Linked DNA regions of Mus musculus: all the other regions are linked to region 1. The links are chromatin contacts, called in public HiCAR-type and promoter capture Hi-C maps. All regions are on one chromosome and are shown on one strand. The core of a region is the stretch at or near the end of the contact, and the rest is flanking DNA. Distances in the headings are between cores, read along the strand shown.

Evidence for each region. Promoter capture Hi-C pulls out the DNA fragments that hold promoters and counts their contacts. HiCAR-type assays count read pairs that join an accessible place to other places.
Region 2: a contact with region 1 is called in a HiCAR-type map of embryonic stem cells, with 9 times the contacts expected there. The contact joins the promoter of Dlx5 here to the promoter of Fezf1 in region 1. A contact is called at or near these places in 4 of 39 promoter capture datasets (cranial neural crest, embryonic stem cells, hippocampal neurons and 1 more), 7 of 484 Hi-C or Micro-C datasets (embryonic stem cells, epiblasts and stem cell-derived epiblast-like cells) and 2 of 115 datasets of contacts at active chromatin or transcription factors (both in embryonic stem cells).
Region 3: a promoter capture Hi-C map of embryonic stem cells shows a contact between it and region 1. The contact joins the promoter of Dlx6os2 here to the promoter of Fezf1 in region 1. A contact is called at or near these places in 6 of 39 promoter capture datasets (cranial neural crest, embryonic stem cells, frontonasal cranial neural crest and 3 more), 12 of 484 Hi-C or Micro-C datasets (cerebellum, embryonic stem cells, epiblasts and 1 more), 2 of 115 datasets of contacts at active chromatin or transcription factors (both in embryonic stem cells) and 1 of 9 other capture datasets (embryonic stem cells).

Annotation. Positions count from the first base shown.
Region 1 is chr6:23,246,386-23,249,643 of GRCm38.p6, reverse strand. It overlaps Fezf1 (Fez family zinc finger 1), which reads left to right and starts at 1,380. Exons shown (of 4, transcript NM_028462.1): 1 at 1,380-2,370; 2 at 2,614-2,748; 3 at 2,997-3,129. The coding sequence starts at 1,570.
Region 2 is chr6:6,880,091-6,883,746 of GRCm38.p6, reverse strand. Dlx5 (distal-less homeobox 5) reads left to right here and starts at 1,679. Exons shown (of 3, transcript NM_010056.3): 1 at 1,679-2,215. The coding sequence starts at 1,861.
Region 3 is chr6:6,863,255-6,866,978 of GRCm38.p6, reverse strand. It overlaps Dlx6os2 (distal-less homeobox 6, opposite strand 2), which reads left to right and starts at 1,829. Exons shown (of 1, transcript NR_002839.2): 1 at 1,829-3,182. It overlaps Dlx6 (distal-less homeobox 6), which reads right to left and starts at 3,645. Exons shown (of 4, transcript NM_010057.2): 1 at 3,152-3,645; 2 at 1,708-1,901. The coding sequence starts at 3,599. The region is part of intron 1 of Dlx6os1 (distal-less homeobox 6, opposite strand 1); the gene reads left to right.

The sequences.
Region 1 (3,258 bases), core at 131-2,630:
GCTCCCGGTTGACCTCTCCGGGGAAGGCGCGCGCCGCTACTCGGGCGGGAGCCGCGGGGACCCGCGCAATGGGAGCCTCAGCGTCCGGCCTTTTCATGGAAAGCTCGCCCAGCTAGCGAATTTGGGCCCCAGGCGTCACACCAGGAGGGCGCTGGGCGCGCGGGGGAGGGTGGGGGGGGGTAGGGGACGCTTAGGGTCTCCAAACGCTCGGGGGGGGGGGGCAGAAATGGTCCGTGACCACCACACTTTGTTCGTCTGCGCGCACAGACACGCGGGGTATCGCGTGCACTGATGAGCCGCACGCAGACGCTGGCAGCCAGGGTAGGGATCGACAGATTGTATTCCCCTTCTCCGCTCCACGTTTAAAACCCTCTGCTCTGGAAGAGCAGTGGGCGCAAGTTCTTTGGAGAAATGCCCTTTCGGGGTTCTCTCTGGAAACTCAAGGAAGCGCGCTCACGCGTGTGTTTGTGTGAGTTCAATCCGCGTCTAGGTCTCTGGCCGTGTGGCTCCCTCTTATTCTTTGCAACTCAACTTTGTGGTGCTGGTGCGTCTTTCCCAGGCCTATTGCCATGGGCATCGCTTTGACAAAACCACAAACGCATAACAAGCCTCCCAAGGCCTTTACATCTCAAGGGCATTTTGGGAGGCCAGTTACCTGCTGGTGTCTTCCAAACGGTCCAGACGCGGCTCGAGCTGCAGCGACTCCTTGATTCAGGGAATGAGCACCACCTCCCGACCTCACCCCCCAGACCCCCTCGAGTCCCGGAGGATGAAAGTGGGCTGCGTAGGAGGAGGCATCGTGGCCCGAACTGAGCTCAGGCAAGCCAAGCACAGAAACCTCGGATTTTGCCGTCAGAGGTTTCCTGGTCAAGGCTTTCTAGAGCCTGGCGTTTGATAAATATAGCCTGGCATTTGCCCCTGAATTAGACTCTGTTTCCTTATTTAGCCCTAGCACAATGATTTTAGATGATGTCACTTAGAGCTAAACGAGAAAATTGATCTCAGATTTGCTTGGCCTCTAAAGCCTGGTTAAGCAGATTGAGAATTAAAAAGACAGAGGAAGCTAGGGGGAGGGGCAGCTGAAGGGTAGAGAAGTGTGTGCGGGCGAGTGCTTGCGCGTCGGGGAGGGCTCTGCGCGTTGCAGAGAGCGCCCCCGCCTCTTCTGGGCGGGGGAAGCTCTCTCACCAATGAAAAGTAGTCACCGACTGCAGAGAGAAAAAAAGTTTTCCTGTTGACTGTTGGAAGCGAATTGAGCAATTATCTAGTTTACCTTCTCCTCTTGGAAGTTAACGATTGGCGAGATCTTGGCTGCGTTATTGACACAACACTTTCTATTGATAGAAATAAGTAGTGATTGTCCCCGAGTCATTGGTGCGCCAAGAACTCTGCGATGGGCTGGCAGGAGTCCATTGGGCTGGGCAGGCAGGTTCGGCTGGTGATGCTGGGGAGGAGGAGGAGGAGGCTGCTGGTGGTGACGGTGCCTGTCCTCTCCGCAGGTCTGTGACAAGCAGGGGACAAGGCAACGATCCCGCGACTCAACCCCGGCTGACCGACGCTGGCGACTCAGTCATGGACAGTAGCTGCCTCAACGCGACCACCAAAATGCTAGCGACTGCTCCAGCTCGGGGCAACGTGATGAGCACATCTAAACCCTTGGCTTTCTCCATCGAACGAATCATGGCGCGCACCCCTGAGCCTAAGGCCCTGCCGGTCCCCCACTTCCTGCAGGGAGCCGTGCCCAAAGGGGACCCCAAGCACTCTCTGCATCTCAACTCGTCGATCCCCTGCATGATCCCTTTCGTCCCCGTGGCGTACGACACGAACTCCAAAGCGGGAGTGAATGGCTCAGAGCCCCGCAAGGCGAGTTTGGAGGTTCCGGCGCCGCCCGCGGTGGCGCCCTCTGCGCCGGCGTTCAGCTGCAGCGACCTGCTCAACTGCGCGCTAAGTCTTAAGGGCGACCTGGCCCGCGACGCATTGCCACTACAGCAGTACAAGCTGGTAAGGCCGCGTGTGGTCAACCACTCTTCGTTTCACGCCATGGGTGCCCTGTGCTACCTGAACCGAGGTGACGGCCCGTGCCACCCGGCTGCGAGCGTGAACATCCACCCGGTGGCCTCCTACTTTCTCAGTTCCCCTTTGCACCCACAGCCCAAAACGTATTTAGCCGAAAGGAATAAACTGGTTGTACCGGCAGTGGAGAAACTCCCTTCGGGAGTAGCTTTCAAAGACCTGTCCCAGGCTCAGCTGCAGCATTACATGAAAGAAAGCGCCCAACTTTTGTCGGAAAAAATCGCTTTCAAAACCTCGGATTTCAGCCGCGGCTCTCCAAATGCCAAGCCCAAAGTTTTCACTTGTGAAGTCTGCGGCAAGGCAAGTCTTATGCCAGGAGTTCCTTCTTCCTTCCTTCCTTCCTTCCTTCCTTCCTTCCTTCCTTCCTTCCTTCCTTCCTTCCTTCCTTCCTTCCTTTCTTCCTTCCTCTCTCCATCCCTCGCTTCTGTTTTAGTATTTGGGGAGTGGAAGTATAAACTTGTTTTGCCCCCTCCCTCCTTTTTATCACTTTGGATCCAATCTGTGCTTCCGTTAACCTGTTTTCCTTTGTGTTTAATTTTTAAGGTCTTTAATGCGCACTATAACTTAACCCGTCACATGCCGGTACACACAGGAGCCAGACCCTTCGTGTGTAAAGTGTGTGGGAAAGGTTTCCGGCAAGCTAGCACCCTTTGCCGGCATAAGATCATTCACACACAGGTATGTTCCTCCGTCAGAAGTTTACCCGAAAGGCTTTGGAACCATTTGGGGGGAAAAACGCATCGATATAGCCTCATTCTTTAGCATAAGACCTTCTGGGCTGTGGAGGCTGGACTGGGAGGCCTTGTGTTGTTATCTTTGACCTGTTTAAAAGCTTCAAAGTGTATGGTGATGATAGGATTCCGCATCACAATAACCAAGTACTGTAAATTAAGTTCTCTATTCTTCCCTTTCTCTCTGCTGCTTAGGAGAAACCTCACAAGTGCAACCAGTGCGGTAAAGCATTTAACAGAAGTTCCACGTTAAACACACATACCCGAATTCACGCGGGCTACAAACCATTCGTGTGTGAATTCTGCGGCAAAGGATTTCATCAAAAAGGTATTGAGCACAGGAGATGTCTTTCTCAGGGTGGTCATAGGAAAGTTATACTGGATATTCTCGGGATTTTTTTTTAATGACCTCTAAAGTGTACCTGCTTACCTGAGCCGAAGAAGACTGTCAATTTTA
Region 2 (3,656 bases), core at 430-2,929, about 16 Mb after region 1:
AGCCAAGGAAAAGCAACAGTAGCCTGGGTTTATGGGGCCCATGTGCACCTGAGGCACGTGTTGCTGCTTCCAGTTGCAGCTCCAGATTCCAGAGAGGGACTGACCTCCTGCTTCCAGCTCTCTGACAGAGGCTTGGAGTCCTTGGTTGCCAAAACAAGAACAAAGTAACCTCAGACAAAACTCAGGCAGATTTTCACTTCTTCCCCTGGCAAAAGGGGAACCAGAAGAGGAACCAGAAGATTCCACCCTGAACATTCAATGACACTCCCAGGTTCCTGGCCAAAAGGAGGCCCAAAATAGGATACAACTCATTTTTGAGGGGAGTAGACACAGCATTGAGTGAGGATCAGAACACATTCCTAAGGCCTCACTCAATCATAACTAGAGGAAAAGCCCATGTTGACAAAATAAACTTCTTCTGGTGGTCTGTGGCCAGTGTATGAGTCTTGAACCCTGCTCCCTTTGTACATAAACGAAGATGCTCAGTAGGCAGGAAATAATGGGGGATGCTACAGAACCCAAACTCAAGAATTGAGAGGGGGATTGGAGTGGATGTAGGTAATGGAACCAGGAGAGGGTCGTCCATGATCGAAACCCCATCTCCCAAGCGGACTTGGTTCCTTGCCTACTTTTCGGTCTTCATACTCCATTTGGTCTGGAGGCACACTATAGGTCACACACCCAAATCAATTCACGTTTGCAGGAATCTGGCTCCTGAACTGAGACAAGAGCCATTCTAGAAGCTTCCAAGTAGTCGAGGATATTGAGCAAAAAACCAAAAGGCTGCTCAGCTCTCTGGGAAAGCCAACTAAGAGAGTTCAGGCAGTGGCAAGGTATTCAGGAATGAAAGACATTGATTTTCAGCAGTCCCTGTAAAGACTTCAGTTGCCACTGGGGACGTCTAGATTCTTGGACATCTCTGTGGAGTCCTGAGAAACAGGGGCTTCTGCAAAAGCGCTTGCTGCGTGTCCAACTGTTTTCCAGTTTACAAATTTTCAACATAAATTAGTTGCAACTTGCTTCCCATCATCCCACTAAGACAATGCTGTTCTCCATTTGTTCTCACTGCCATCTAACACTGCTCCTCCTCTGCACACAGTCCCACAGCGGTGCTCTCTCCTACAGTCTCCGTCGGAGGAGGGGGGAGAGGACTGGTAGGTGTGGAGCAAGAAAAGAGCATCAAGAACCGCATCCTCTAAACTGTACTTTTGAGATTGCTGATTGGAACACGTTGTCTTCAAACAGCACGGAGCTAGGCCCTGGGACTGCTTGGTTTGTCGAAGCTATTCACTAAAAAGAGATCGACTGAGACCCTCCCTCCCCCAACAGGGAACAACTCATATTCTCTCTCTCTCTCTCTCTCTCTCTCTCTCTCTCTCTCTCTCTCTCTCTCTCTCACACACACACACACACACACACACACACACACACTCTCTCTCTCCTTGTACGCCTCTCTCTCTCTCTCTCTCTCTCTCTCTCTCTCTCTCTCTCTCTCTCTCTCTCTCTCTCTCTCTTTAAGCAATGCTTTGTTGTGCTAAAACTAGTTGGACGAGTTAGGGTGTTGCTCTGCTCCCGAAGCCCTGGCCAATGGAACCCGATCCACCCCGCTGTGCGTAAGCGCGCAATTAAGGATTTAACCAAGGCTGTGCTGCGCCTCAGCCAGCAGTCAGCCTGCGGGAGACAGAGCCTCCACGACTCCCAGCCTCCTCCTCCTCCTCCTCCCCGCCGCCGCCGCCGCCTCCTCCTCTTCCTCCTCCTCCCTCGCTCCCACAGCCATGTCTGCTTAGACCAGAGCAGCTCCACAGCCAATTCAGGCAGCAGCGGCCGCCGCAGTAGAAGAACAGCCACCGCCCGGGAGCTATGACAGGAGTGTTTGACAGAAGAGTCCCAAGCATCCGATCCGGCGACTTCCAAGCTCCGTTCCCGACGTCCGCCGCCATGCACCACCCGTCTCAGGAATCGCCAACTTTGCCCGAGTCCTCGGCCACCGATTCTGACTACTACAGTCCCGCGGGGGCCGCCCCGCACGGCTACTGCTCTCCTACCTCTGCTTCTTATGGCAAAGCGCTCAACCCCTACCAGTACCAGTACCACGGCGTGAACGGCTCCGCAGCCGGCTACCCGGCCAAGGCTTATGCCGACTACGGCTACGCCAGCCCCTACCACCAGTACGGCGGCGCCTACAACCGCGTCCCGAGTGCCACCAGCCAGCCAGGTAGGCGCGCGGGGGCGGGAGGCAGGTACCCAGGGCATCCGTAACCCCGCGGGCGCCAAGTTGGGTGGTAGATGAGGGCCACGCTGTCCGCACCCATAGAAGGGTGCTTCGCAGAAGCGAGTGGGGGCCTGGGACTGCAAACAGGACAGCACCTCACACCGGCATGGGGGGGGGGGCAGTGGAGGACTTTTGAAGAGGTTTAATCGGGTGTTTTGCCTCTGGCGCTGCTCGAGGATCCCTCCTTAGCTGGATTCCTAGCTGGCCTAGCCAGAAAGCCAGCTTGGCTGCAAAGAGGCTAAGGGATTTGGGGGGCGGGGGGTGGGTGAAATCAAGCAGCCCTAGTGGTGTTTGCGTAATAAAAGGAAAGTTAGTTGGAATTCTGGGTGAGCGTGCTGAGTTGGTGAGATCTAGTCTGGATTAGCCAGCGAAGCGCCCCGAGGCCTCTCATGGAGGGTGCGGGCAGCACACCGGGTGACCTGGGGGCCGGAGGGCTGCAGCCTGACAGAAAAGCGAACAGGGAACTTTGCGGTTTATCCAAGGTATTTCCAAATACAAAAAGTCATTTAAAATAGCGGAGGATTGCCGAGAGTTCACTCTGTTAGAGGGACCCCCCCCCACACACACACACACACTCCATCGAGTGCTCTCTCCGTAAGTGCCTAGAATTTGTCTGCCTTCCTTCTTCCCCACAGACTCCCCTTTCCGTCCACTGTGAAACTTCCTTAGAGCGTTACAGTGGGGTAGAGAGCTTGGGCGGTAAATGAGAGGCGTGAAGTCTCAGTGGAGAAATTTTACTAGTCGATTTTGATCTCCCCTCACCGACACATTAATAAGGCTGCTAATATTAGCATCCCCTACTCCAGTAGAGCGGAGACCGCAGCCCTCCCTCCTTCTCCACCCTTCCTCTGGCAGCAGCTTCATACACCGACTCTTCCACTCCTTTCAGGACTGAAGGGGGAAAAGGGGCCATGTGGCCTAGGGGCACATTAGCAAAACACGGATTCACAGGACCCCAGCGGGGTACATTTATGACAGTGAGAATTCTTCCTTGGTTCCTCCCCTTTACTACGAAAATATCCTTACTACAGATTCCTTTGCAATACATTGTTGATGGAAGTTTGAGTCTGCTCCTCTTGCTGTCTCTGTATCCTTGCATAGGGAGAGGATTTTTTTTTTTTTTTTTTTTGGTCAAGAACATATTAAGTCTATTTGTGAAAGAAACCAGACACATCTGTGCCCTCTCAGATCTGCAGTGAGATTATGGGGACTACATAATCGGCTCTCTGTCTGCCGCAGCCCCGACCGACCGCTTGCCGCTGTAGTGAAGGAACATAGTTTGCTTGTCGGTCTTTGAACTTTGGAGCCCTTGGCTAGCGTCTTCCCTGCCCAAGCGTCTAGCCTCTGCGGGCGCCCGAACAGACGCCGACAGAGGGTCATGGCC
Region 3 (3,724 bases), core at 580-3,079, about 16 Mb after region 1:
CCAGACTTAAGAAGCAATATACAAACAAACAAGCAAACAAAACAACCATTACCATTCCAAGAAGCCCCTTCCCTTCCCCCTCATTCCCCTCTTTCAAACCATCTCCATCCCTTCACTCTAGGCCTACTAGATGTCTTATTGTGATTCCTGGATTTAATCCTATAGCCTGGGGTTTTTAAAGTAACAGCATAAAATTAGAAAGAAATAAAATGAGATCAGTGGACCCAAAATTTTACAAAGGACTTTTAAGTGAAATAGAGTTTGGCTCACAATTGTACAACTAAATTTACCTCCTTTGGTCTATTCCATTTTTTATATTCACCAACCCCCCACATTTATTATGCTATGCATATCAAGTAGTAAACGATTATGAATTGATTAAAGGTTGTATGTTCATAGCAAAATACCTTGAACATACTTATGCACATCGTGCACACACCATGGCATATGCCTGGGATCTCTTTCTCCAGTCCTGCAAGGATTAAGAAATGCATCAACCCCCACTATCTACCTCCTATGTTGCTTAAGCAAACAGAAGTCATCAATCATCACATGATTGTTGGGGTAGCTACTAAAAGTCAAAAGGCTTCTGACAACTACAGAATCAGGAATCTAAGTTGGCAGCTTATTTAAGTCAACAACCCAAATCTCTAGATGAAAGGAAACCTACAATGTAGCATTACCTTTACAATTCCAGAATCTATTTTCCCAAGAATACGAGTCACGGAGCATCTAGAGCCCTTTCATAGCAAACCTCATACATTTTCAGTGGCAACATGCAGTAGAAACCAGGGTAAGTGAGAAGAGTTCAGGGACGCGGCCTGAAGACACCATTCTGTAAGGTCTTGGCTACTGTCTTATTAGACCCTTGCTGGATGAAGATGATGCCCATCAGAAGAGGCCTTAGCATCCCGTGCAGTTCTCTTGACTGCTGGCTTTTGAGTGCAGGCTGATATACTCACCTATGGGCCCCTTTCTGTGAAATCTGAAATGTCCAGTATACTTTTCAGGTCAGCAGGACTGTTTATTATCTGTGGTGTCCCAGGCCGTGATTTGGGGAACATTCTCTTTGTTTCTCAATTCTGTCAAGTTCTGTGCTCCAGGGAGGTACCTCAGCCTGCACTATTTGGTACCAGAATGATTCAACTACAGAGCTTAATGCAATCTTCAGAAAGTCCTGTCTTACCCATCCCGGAGTGAATGGCTTACACATGGATGTCTTTATTAAGCTGCTAGAGTCTAACTTTTGCTCCTGGTCTCAGCTCATAAGTTTCCTTCCTATGACAATGAGTTGAAATTAATATTAATTCCTAAGGGTCACTAAAGGGTCCTTAAGAAAGGCCTTATTTTGCTTCTTAGCTGGATACTACACACACACACACACACATACACACACACACACTTGTTCTACTTCGTGTTATTCTGCTCTGGAATAAGATTTGATTGAATTTGTTCACCAAAAGATCCTAGGCTCAGCTGGGGTCGCAGAGGGTTGGTGTATATGCAAATCCAATTCAGTATTCAATACCATGTCATTTGTTCCAAACTGTGTGATCCCAGGAAAGTGCACAACTGGAGCACGGGCATTTGTCATTTAGCTCCTTCCATCCTTGGTTGACTAGGCCAAGAATTCCTCCTGGTATGCTCTCTGCACGGTTATCAAGCAGGGCCAGCATTTCAGGGGTACTTGGGCTTCCCGGGAATTACCTGTGTTTGTGTCAGTCCTAAGGAAGCAGCCAGTTCGGCTCTCTCGGGAAGGGCCAGGTATTGAGTCTGCTGAAAGCGATGGTTTAAAGCCTGGAGCTGCAGGCTGGAATAAATGGTCCGAGGCTTCCGAATCTTTTTCCCCTTTCCGTTGAACCTGATTTCCCCGTTTTCGATCACTGTCGTTTTTTGTTGATCTGTAAGCAAATGACACAGAGGAGTGGTCACCCGCGAGGCCACTACTGCCTTCTCCCTTCATGTGACAAGGCTGGCAAGGAGTTTCTCCCAAGTTTAAAAAGAGTTCCTCGTAATATCCCCGCTATACCACTGTGGGCACGTGCCCCCAGAGGCTGTGAAAGCTTCCCTCCGACCGTGTCTCCAACACTAACAATGCATTATGATAGTGGATCGAATCTAGGAAGCCCGGGGCATAAAAGAGACGCTCCGCAACAGCGGAGACAGCGCAGGCCGCTTTCCGAAGTCCGTGGCGCTGTAAGGCTTCTCTTCTCTGGGCCCGAGAGCGGTTTCTTGGCCTGGCTTTTCCCAACGCCTAAAGCTATACCAGAACCACCCGGTTGTTTATGTGACCAGTTAGTTTTGTGTCACCCAGCTGCAAGCTTAGTGCTTTAAGTCCCTTCTGTATGTTTGAAATGATTCTGCTCGCGTGTATCAAAGCCCAGACACAGAACACAACCAGGAGCTCAGAGCAGCTCCAGAGCAGGCTGAGACTCTCTGGACAACGGAGAGCTATCAACCCCAGGCCCTCTGCTTCACTTCCAAGAACAAAGGAGCAGCCAAAGTACTACTGAAAACCCAGAGAGAGGGAGCCAGGTCTGGGGACGTGGGGGGGACACCTCAAAGCCCACGAGGGAAGATTTTAAAAGCAAAACAAAAACAAAAGACAAAACCCAATGTCACTAGTATCTATCGGCTGCAACAGCTTCGTTCCAAGTCACCAAGGGGCACCAAGTGCCCCAGGCAAAGTAGGCCACCGCTCTCCCAGCGTTGAGATGGGAAGCCTTAACTAGCCCTTCAGTCCTGGCCCAGAATTGTCTCCAGTTCTGATAAATGCGGGTCCCAGCAGAGAGGGAAGGGACAAGGTAGAGGGCACACAGACCTGGTGGGCTGGAGGGCGCAGTGGGGACCGTAGAGCCAGGCTAGGGCACAGCCTGGAGGCTCAATGGGAACCACAAGCAGGAGGCGGAGGAGCCAGCGGGCCTCGGGGTGAGCCAGCCGGGGGTCCACGGCGGCGGGAAGGGGCCGGGCAGGGAGAGGCCGGCAGGCAGGCGCCAGGCGATCGGGAGCCCACGGGGCCCGACTGGGGGCGCACGGGGCCGCCCGCAGGAGGGGGCCGGCGGAGGCCCCGGCGTGGAGGAAGTGAGCGGGGCGGGAGGGGTCGGAGGCAGTGGGGAGGCGGGCGAAGCTAGCTGCCTAAGCGGCCTCTCACCTGTGTCGTCCCCGCGCGTCTGGGCGGCCGCGCTGCTGTTGTGGTAGGACTGGAGGTAAGGGCTGTGCTGCGAGTGGCTCATGTAGGGGTAGGCGGCGAGCGATCGGTGGTTGTAGGAGTTGCCTCCGCTCGACGCGTAGGGCGAGCCGTGGTGGTGGTGCTGGTGGTGGTGATGGTGGGAGCCGGCCGCCGCCGCCGCCGCCGCGGCCGAGTGCAAGCAGTGCAGAGGGTAATGTGCGCCTGCCATGGCCGGGGAGGTCTGCTGCGAGTGCGGCTGCGGCGGCGGCGGCGGTGGCGGCGGCGGCGGCTGCTGTTGCTGCTGCTGCTGCTGCTGTTGCTGCTGCTGTTGTTGCTGCTGCTGCTGTTGCTGCTGCCCGAACTCCATGAAGGCGGATTTGGACGAGTCCTGGCCTTCCAAGCCGTCAGCCATCGTAGTCATGGTCATCATCAAAACTTTGGGGGCTGGAGAAAGCCTTCTCCCGGGTTTCTTTCACCCTCCCCCACTTGGCTCGCACCGCTCTCCCCTTTGCAGCCACCTTAGCTCCCGGGATCCTTGCAAAAAAATAAAAAAAA